Linked DNA regions of Mus musculus: region 1 is linked to region 2. The links are chromatin contacts, called in public HiChIP or PLAC-seq maps. All regions are on one chromosome and are shown on one strand. Each heading gives the region's core, a stretch centred on a gene start, on an enhancer-like site or on the middle of the called end of the contact. The rest is flanking DNA. Distances are from core to core; before and after follow the strand shown. Region 1 has its middle 17 kb from the start of 2210417A02Rik. Region 2 overlaps Slc7a1 (solute carrier family 7 (cationic amino acid transporter, y+ system), member 1).

What was found. HiChIP or PLAC-seq counts read pairs in DNA pulled down with a chosen protein or histone mark.
Region 1: a contact with region 2 is called in a FOXA1 HiChIP or PLAC-seq map of pancreatic cancer cells. The contact joins two enhancer-like sites. A contact is called at or near these places in 1 of 484 Hi-C or Micro-C datasets (nephron progenitors) and 1 of 115 datasets of contacts at active chromatin or transcription factors (pancreatic cancer cells).

What each region holds. Positions count from the first base shown.
Region 1 is chr5:148,723,134-148,727,323 of GRCm38.p6, forward strand. No RefSeq gene overlaps it. Among named protein-coding and RNA genes, the nearest start is that of 2210417A02Rik, 17 kb to the right of the region's middle. Within about 2 kb of position 1,273, at least 21 of the 459 cell types and tissues checked have an H3K27ac peak or open chromatin away from gene starts, as enhancers often do. A contact at or near this core is called in pancreatic cancer cells, where this site is marked.
Region 2 is chr5:148,359,705-148,363,678 of GRCm38.p6, forward strand. The region is part of intron 2 of Slc7a1 (solute carrier family 7 (cationic amino acid transporter, y+ system), member 1); the gene reads right to left. Among named protein-coding and RNA genes, the nearest start is that of Slc7a1, 38 kb to the right of the region's middle. Within about 2 kb of position 1,742, at least 108 of the 459 cell types and tissues checked have an H3K27ac peak or open chromatin away from gene starts, as enhancers often do. A contact at or near this core is called in pancreatic cancer cells, where this site is marked.

The DNA.
Region 1 (4,190 bases), core at 23-2,522, 360 kb after region 2:
AATGGTCATCATATATCAAACATATAGCGTCTGTGTAGAGTTCACCCCTATCCGATTCTACAGGGATGACAGCCTGGTTGGTACTAAAAGGCTGGTGTGAATGTCAGCAGGAGGTGGCAGGGCATCTAGAGGCAACCATCTCCCCGGACAGGATTGGTGTAGGGGCAACTAGTTCCTCTGGCCTCCCTGCTCGGCGCTCTGCTCCCTCCCCTGCTGGAAGAGGTCCTGGTATCTGATGTTTCAGAGTTCTGGTTCCAAGATGGCAGCTCTAATGCTGCACATTCCAGATAGAGAAGACAGAGCCTCATATGGCAGAAGTGTGGAGATGGAGGGCCTACTGTGTGAGTCCTGCTGAAACTCAGCCCTTGAGGCAACAGTATTAAGAGGCAACCTCCTGAGAATGACTAAAAGCCAAGCCCCAATCCTAGAGAGAGACCAGATCTTTGGCAGACACCCACCAAGTTCAAAATTGTGAGAAATTAAATTCTATTTCTATGAATTATCCGATCACATTTATTCTTCACGGCAGTAGAGGACGGCCGAAATTCCGGGCTCTCCAATTGCTATGGCGGTTTGCTGGCCATAAAACCGGTAAGATCACCAAGGATCCAGTGAGGCAGGGAGATGGGACTTGGTGGCTTTGTTTTGGCTTTAGGGTGGCCCATGCTTTCAAAGGGTTATGACTCCTGCAAAGGATCATGGGTGCTGTAACAATGCCATTCTGGCTATCAGTCGTCTGTCATCTGTCCGTCTCTCTCATATGCCTTGTGCTTATCAGCAAAGACTGAGAAACACAGTTCTGTGGCTGTCCGTAAGAAGTGGATATACAGGGAATGGGGTGGGCGGGGTTCAAAGGTTAGGAACACCTGCTGCTCTTCCCAAGGACCCGTGTTCAGTTCCCAGCACTCACAGCAGAGGGCTCACAATACCTGCAACTCCAGCTGCAGAGGCCCCAACCCCCTCTCCTGGCTTCCACTTGCACCTACACAGGACACACAAACACAATCAAATGCAAAATTAACCTTTACAAAAAGAAGTGGAACTATACTCCATGTTGTGTGCGTGCACCCACACGCGCACACACACTACATGCATGTCTTGTGCATGCATGGGTATTCTGTGCACACCAAGAGGGAACACAGAAAACTGAGATGTCACTAATGCTAGCTGCCACTCCGGTGAGGCAAGCGAAAGGCTGCACACAAGCCTGGAGCCGTACTAGGCCGCACACATCCCTGGCACCTTATGGCTGCAGCAATTGCCTTCCACCACTCTGTTTTGCTGCCTTTGCATTCTCCTCTGCACCTCTCCCCCACCCCCACCCCACCCCACTGTTGAAAATATTACATCTCAATTGAAGGTTTTACTCTGTCTTCGATCATTCCGTTTTTCAGATAAAAGACACAAACCCTTTATATTTATAAGAAGCTTTAGGCAGCACTGGAGCTGGGCAGATATCAACCCTCTATGCTATCATGTTTACTTCCTTACCAATAACCCTGAGATATGACTCACCACGTCCCGCCTGGGCTGCTCTTACTCCAATTGGCCAGCCTTCATGGCCACACTCTCATGATTCACCTACCCCATGGCATCTTCTCCTCTCTCCACCTCCTCTCTCTTCCCTCTCACGGTTTTAACCTCCAACCCCAAGCCCCAGAACCAAAACTCTTCTGCTCAGCTCTAGGCTGTAGACGTCTTTATTTAACCAATAGTTTAAGTTAAGGAGCAAGGTCCCATAGCATCGCTTGGTGGACCTGAGGAATTCCTCCTCCCTGGGGCAACCAGACCTTGGGGGCCAGTCTTTAGCATTTCAATACCTAGCAACAGAACAAAACTCAACACCCCTCTCTCTCCCTCTCTTGGTTATAAGTTTGCTCTGTCAAGTGAAAATACAGTCTTGTATTATTTCTTCTAAGGGTTAAAAGAAAACTTAATTGTCTTTTCCAAAGATTCATCTTTACATAAAAATCTGCACACAATCCCTGTATTTCACCGTCTCACACACACAAAACCGACTCCAGGATCTAGGGGTTGCTTGATTTTTGTTTGTTTGTTTGTGTGTTTACATAATTTCAAACCAAACAATTTTATCTGCAGATGCCATATGCTACTGTACTGTAAAATGTTTTTACATTAAAATTGTGAATGACACGAACATATCCCCGAGTCACCGTGTTTTAAGAAGCCAGACCATGATGAAAAGCTCAGAAGGGGCCACTTGTGGACTTGACTAACATGTATTGGTGAAAACAGTCACTTATGCAAATGTTTTAAGGGAGATATCTACATCTGTATATAAACATGATGATATAGATAGTTAGATAGATAGATAGATAGATAGATAGATAGATAGATAGATAGATAGATAGATCATGTTGATATATATAAAGCAACACATGATGGGACAGTATGTGTGTGAGTGTGTGTGTGTGTGTGAGTGTGTATGTGTGTGTGAGTGTGTATGTGTGTATACACGTGCATATATGTGCCTTTGAGTTTGCTACTTTGGTATACATTTTCCATATTATTTCAGTATATGAGCTACATATTTCGGTACCTTTGAGCTTATTAGTTGGAGTTAGGCTCTTTGAGAATCATCCTACCTTGCTTTATGTTTTCATTTTTATATTCCTATGTTGCAATTTATGCATCTGTTGGTTTTAGTGACTGTCTTACCAGGATTTCTATTCCTGCACAAACATCATGACCAAGAAGCAAGTTGGGGAGGAAAGGGTTTATTCAGCTTACACTTCCATGTTGCTGTTCATCACCAAAGGAAGTCAGGTCTGGAACTCAAGCAGGTCAGGAAGCAGGAGCTAATGCAGAGGCCATGGAGGGATGTTACTTACTGGCTTGCTTAGCTTGCTTTCTTATAGAACCCAAGACTACCAGCCCATGGATGGCACCACCCACAATAGGTCCTCCCTGCCTTGATCACTGATAGAGAAAATGCCTTTCAGCTGGATCTCATGGAGGCATTTCCTCAAGGGAGGCTCCTTTCTCTGTGATAACTCCAGCCTGTGCCAAGTTGACACAAAACTAGCCAGTACAGTGACCTTTGTGGATCTGGGGAGTGGGGAGGAGAAGGGATCTTTTTAAGCGATCCACTTTTAAATGCTTGATCTCCCAGTGAGTGGAAGATAATGGTGGATTAGCAATATCAATTCACACAAGACAGAGGAATGCACTTAAAGCTAAGGTCAGGCTAATGATAATTCACTAATGACCATAAAACTGAAAATGGAAAATCTACTGTAAAGTGTGCTATGAAATTAGAAAATTATTTAGGGTAATTGTAGAAATAGTAAATAAATAAATAAGAGAAAAAGAGCAGACCGGAAAGGGGAGGAAACTGAGGCAACGTTGATTAAATCCACAGAGAAAGGTGCTGGAAAGACGGCTCAGCAATTAACAGCACTGGCTGTGCTTGCTGAGGACCTGGGTTTGGTTCCAAGCATCCTCTTGGAGGCTCACAACATCTTTAACTCCAATTTCAGGCGATCTGACGCCCTCTTCTGGCTTCTTCGGGTACTGCATGCCTGTGGTGCACAGATACACTTGCAGACAAAACACCCAAACACGTAAAATAAAAGAAATACATTTTTTTTTAATTTAGAAAAGAGGCTTAAGGAGTAGAAAAGAATAGCAAATGCATAAAAAGAAGACAAATGCATAAGAGGTTATGAGAGAGAGAGAGAGAGAGAGAGAGAGAGAAACATGTTCCCAATAACAAAAAAGTTCTAAAACAAAATTGAATAGATGTAGAAAGGGGGGGGGAAGGCCAGAAGAGTCTGAGGACACTAAGATAAAGTCAGAATCCTATGGAATGTGATGGGACACAAGAGACAAAAGAAAAGAAACCAAGAGAAAGGAAAAACTCTACTTAGTCCTCCAATGGGAAAACGGACTTAGATAACAAAAATAGAAGGATGCACAGAGAAAATGAAAGGAGCGTTTTTAAAATAAAGGAACGCAAAAGTCCTGCTAAATGATTTTTTTCTGAGGTGGAGGAAGAATTATGGAGGTAACAAAAAAGAAAAGAAAGGAAAGGAAAAGAAAAGAAAAGAAAAGAAAAGAAAAGAGAAAAAAAAAAAAGAAGAGAAAAGGTGATTGGCCTCTTTCTCCCAGGTTCTCGACACTGGAGATTGCAGGTTACCTACGGGGGTGGGTGGTGGAGGGGGCGGCGC
Region 2 (3,974 bases), core at 492-2,991:
TCATTCCTGGCTCGCAGGACACATTGTCCAAACATGCCTCCTGTCGCCTGACAACTCACTTTGTCATTCCACCCAACATCCACAAGTACACGATGACTGACTCGCATTTAATGACAACTTAACTGGTCACTCCTAACACAAAGGGAGTGATTCAAAGTAACACACACACACACATATATACACACTCACTACTCACCCCCTGCTGCTGGCTTTGAACTATAGGAAACCAGAGGGTGGAGGTAAAAGTGGGTCATTTCAGTTGCTTGAACCACCCAGGGCTGTGGTAGGAAGGTTTTAGAGGTCATACAGACAGCAGGCTTGGAAAACATATGTAGAGGGAACTCTAGACGTGGCCGAGAGATTAAACATGATGATGGAAATATTATATATCTGCAAAAGTATCAAAAACAGTATATAAAGAATTTTCAGCCAGGGAGTGGTGGCCCACGCCTTTAGTCCCAGCACTTGGGAGGCAGAGGCAGGTGGGTTTCTGAGTTCGAAGCCAGCCTGGTCTACAGAGTGAGTTCCAGGACAGCCAGGGATACACAGGGAAACCCTGTCTTGAAAAACCGAAAGAAAGAAGGAAAGAAAGAAAGAAAGAAAGAAAGAAAGAAAGAAAGAAAGAAAGGAAGAAAGAAAGAAAGGAAGAAAGAAAGAAAGAAAAATTTTCAGGGCAGGGTGACTGAGACCATGGCCTCTCTTAGAGGACTATAGGGCTCTTTTATTTCCTGAACTTTTACTGTCTTCCCACCTATATTGAGCACACAATGCCTTTGAATTAGAGGGAGAAAAATCTCTCTAATGAAACCAACAAACAGCACAGGGGCATAAAGAAGATAAGAGGCTCCCTGCAAGGTCGGCCCACCTCGTGTCTACATAGGAAATGGTGGTAATTAGGTCCGTGGGATTTGTTATGTTTTCCGCTGTCTCCGTGAGGGTCTGTCTGGAAATTTCCAAAATTAAAGGCGAAAAGAAACAAATTCACCTACAACTGACCCGGAAATGTTTGTGCACCCTACACCAGGCCCCGGGGCACGCCCAGGACCTGCACAACTTCAAATGTTATCAGCCACTGTGACAATGGACTGGGTGAAATAGTCTTTTCCTATAGAATCAAGTTGAACAATGTGGAATTATTAATATTGAACCATTTTTATTGGTTTTATAAAAATATAGCCAACAGCTTAAAAAAAATAGACCAGGTGGGATTTCAGGTATTTTTCTCTGGGGCTTCATTCTAACTCATGCTGGAAGAGCCAACATGAACTCTAAAGATTAGATGTGGGGAAAAGGAATAATTTAGAGAGGTGGAGAGCATTGGGGGTGGGGTGAGAGGTAGGGCATTTCCAATCACACATTTTTGCATACGTATACTATAAGGGGCATGGTGAAGTTTACTTTCCAGCAGGTACTGGGTAGAAATAGCACACACCTGCAGCTGCTGCTGGCACACGCGGCAACGGACAATTGAAACCACGCTGCTGGTTAGAGGCCAAGGAGAAGCTGGAGGGCTGGGGGGAACTACATCTCAAGGGGTCTAGGCTGGCCAAGGGTGACTTCCATGGCTGGGCGTATATAGGCTCCGGTTTTGGCACCTTCTTGTACAGTGTTTTAATCTGATTGGCGAAGGTAGCTTTGCTTAAACAAATGTCAGAACGTGACACAGTTCTGGCTCTGACTTTTCAAAGAGCCCTCAGGCACACAGAACCCACGCCCCTGGTTGCCATGGGTATTATCTAGGCAGACGAGGTCATGCACAAGTAATCCCTATACAGGAAATGCCACATTTTGTGGTCAGTCTTCCTGGTCTATTCCAAGTCACAGTTCACTGGCGGCCAGAATCTCAGAGGCTCGCTCCAGAAGGAAAGTGTTAATAATCTGAGATACTCATTCAGGCCCTCATCTTTAAAACGAGTAGTCATATTTGTCCCTGCCACAAGGTTTCCTCCTGTGTAACATGCATATAAATGGGTGGACACCTTGGGAGGCAGGAACAGAAAGAAAATGTCCAGTTACAGAAAAGTCTTTGGAGACCGGAATGTTTATCTGCACGATCAAAGATCCAAGCAGCCCACAGGACAGGTGGAGGGAAGGAAAGGCACCCAGAACGCTGGAGTAATTCTAAAGGAATGAGGCTAACTGCCCCGTGGGAGAGCACTGTGGCCACAAGCAGTGAATTCTAGTTATGTAGGTTAGTGGCTGTGTCGACTGCTTGCTTTAATTATTCTAATGTGATAAGGTCACATCACCCCAGGATCTGAACTTGACCCACTGCCTCAAATGCTTTAGACCCAAATAGCTGAATCTGCTTCCTTCTTCCTGACAGTCTGTTGTACATCTGAGAAGAAGGCCATAGGTCCTGTCTACTATTTTTAAGGCTGTGTGTGTGTGTGTGTGTGTGTGTGTGTGTTCCTGGAGATGGATGGAATGAGCTCAACACACGCCCACTGCTGAGCTACACGTCTAGCCTTTTAAAGAATGCCTAAAAGCTGAATGCAGACATTTCAACTTATGTCTTAAGCAAGATCCACCATAGTCCCTCTCCCCCACCCCTGTCACCTGACAACCTATTTCAAGGTCGCCTTGCTTGCTACAGCAAAGAAGAAGTCCTTCAAGAGTCTAGAACACATTCTTCTATACAGCCAAACTCCGAAGAGTAGCCGAAGCCGCCATGCTCCCCGTAAGGCTGTGTACTCCAGCCACCACACACACAGGGCCCAGAGACCCTGACACAGCCAGAGGTTGTCCACCACACCCACTTGGATGGCTTGAAGCATCCTTGGAACCCAGAGAATATGCAAAGTGATGGGCTGGGTGTCACTCCGGCAGGGAGGTCAGCCATACAGGGCTGTATCTTGTTTGTAGCCCCTCCATACTGGTTCATCGGAGCAAGCTGCCATACTGGGACAGGCCCCTTGACAACAAGCCTCAGATCGCCAGTCCTACACCTCAAGGAAATGGATCACAATACATTATACACACACACACACACACACACACACACACACACACATATGATACTAGCAATAAATAAATAAATAAAAACTGAAATTTAAAAAGCAAAACAAAACGCTACCTATAGTAACACCAAAAAATATGTCTCTGGCCAAGTATTGAGGCACGAAACTTTAATCCCAACACTTGAGAGGCAGAGTTGAGTTGATCCCTTTGAGTCTGGGGCCAGCCCGCTCTACATATGGATGGAGCTGCAGGCCATCCGGGACTATATAATAAGGCCCTGTCTCCAAAAAAAAAAAAAAAAAAAAAAGGTCTCCATGATGGGCCATCGTCATGGTAGGATTTCAGATCCCACAAAAGATGAGCCGCTCACTGCCCTGGCCACGCAGTGCTTCTATCTCCATGGCAAGAAGAAAGCAAGTAACTGCTCAGATCCAACCACCTGCACAACAAGTACTTATTGAGTGCCTGCTGTATACTACAAACCCTGCCCTGTGGATGGAGAAGAGGCAATGTTAGCTTACAGGCCATTCTGCTAGGCTCCTCCTAGGGACCCGGCAACAGCCGTACGTCATCACCTGCCACCATGACCTGCCTCCACCAGGAGTGGCATCACCCCAGTTCTTGTGTTTGTTCGTGCCCCCCCCCCTTTTCTGTCCCTCCTTCTCTGCCCTCATGGCATGGCTCTATCTGCCTCTATACCCCTCTTCCAGACCCTCACTCCCTCCCTTTTCCCCAAACAAACCTCCTTTATATTAGGTCTGTTGCATAGCATGCGCGGTTTCTCCAGGGGACTCCTTGGCACAGGCCCACCAGGCACGCGCACACACGCACACACGCGCACACACACACACACACCCCTCTGCCACCACTGCGCTATACTTTATAACAATCAGACTCCATGAAGACCCCCCCGTGCTGGATATGACGAAGTAAGAGGCATAAACATGGCTGGCCAAGACAGGAAGGTCTCCTGGCGATGTGCCACAGACACTATTGCCTGGCCTGTCTCTCTT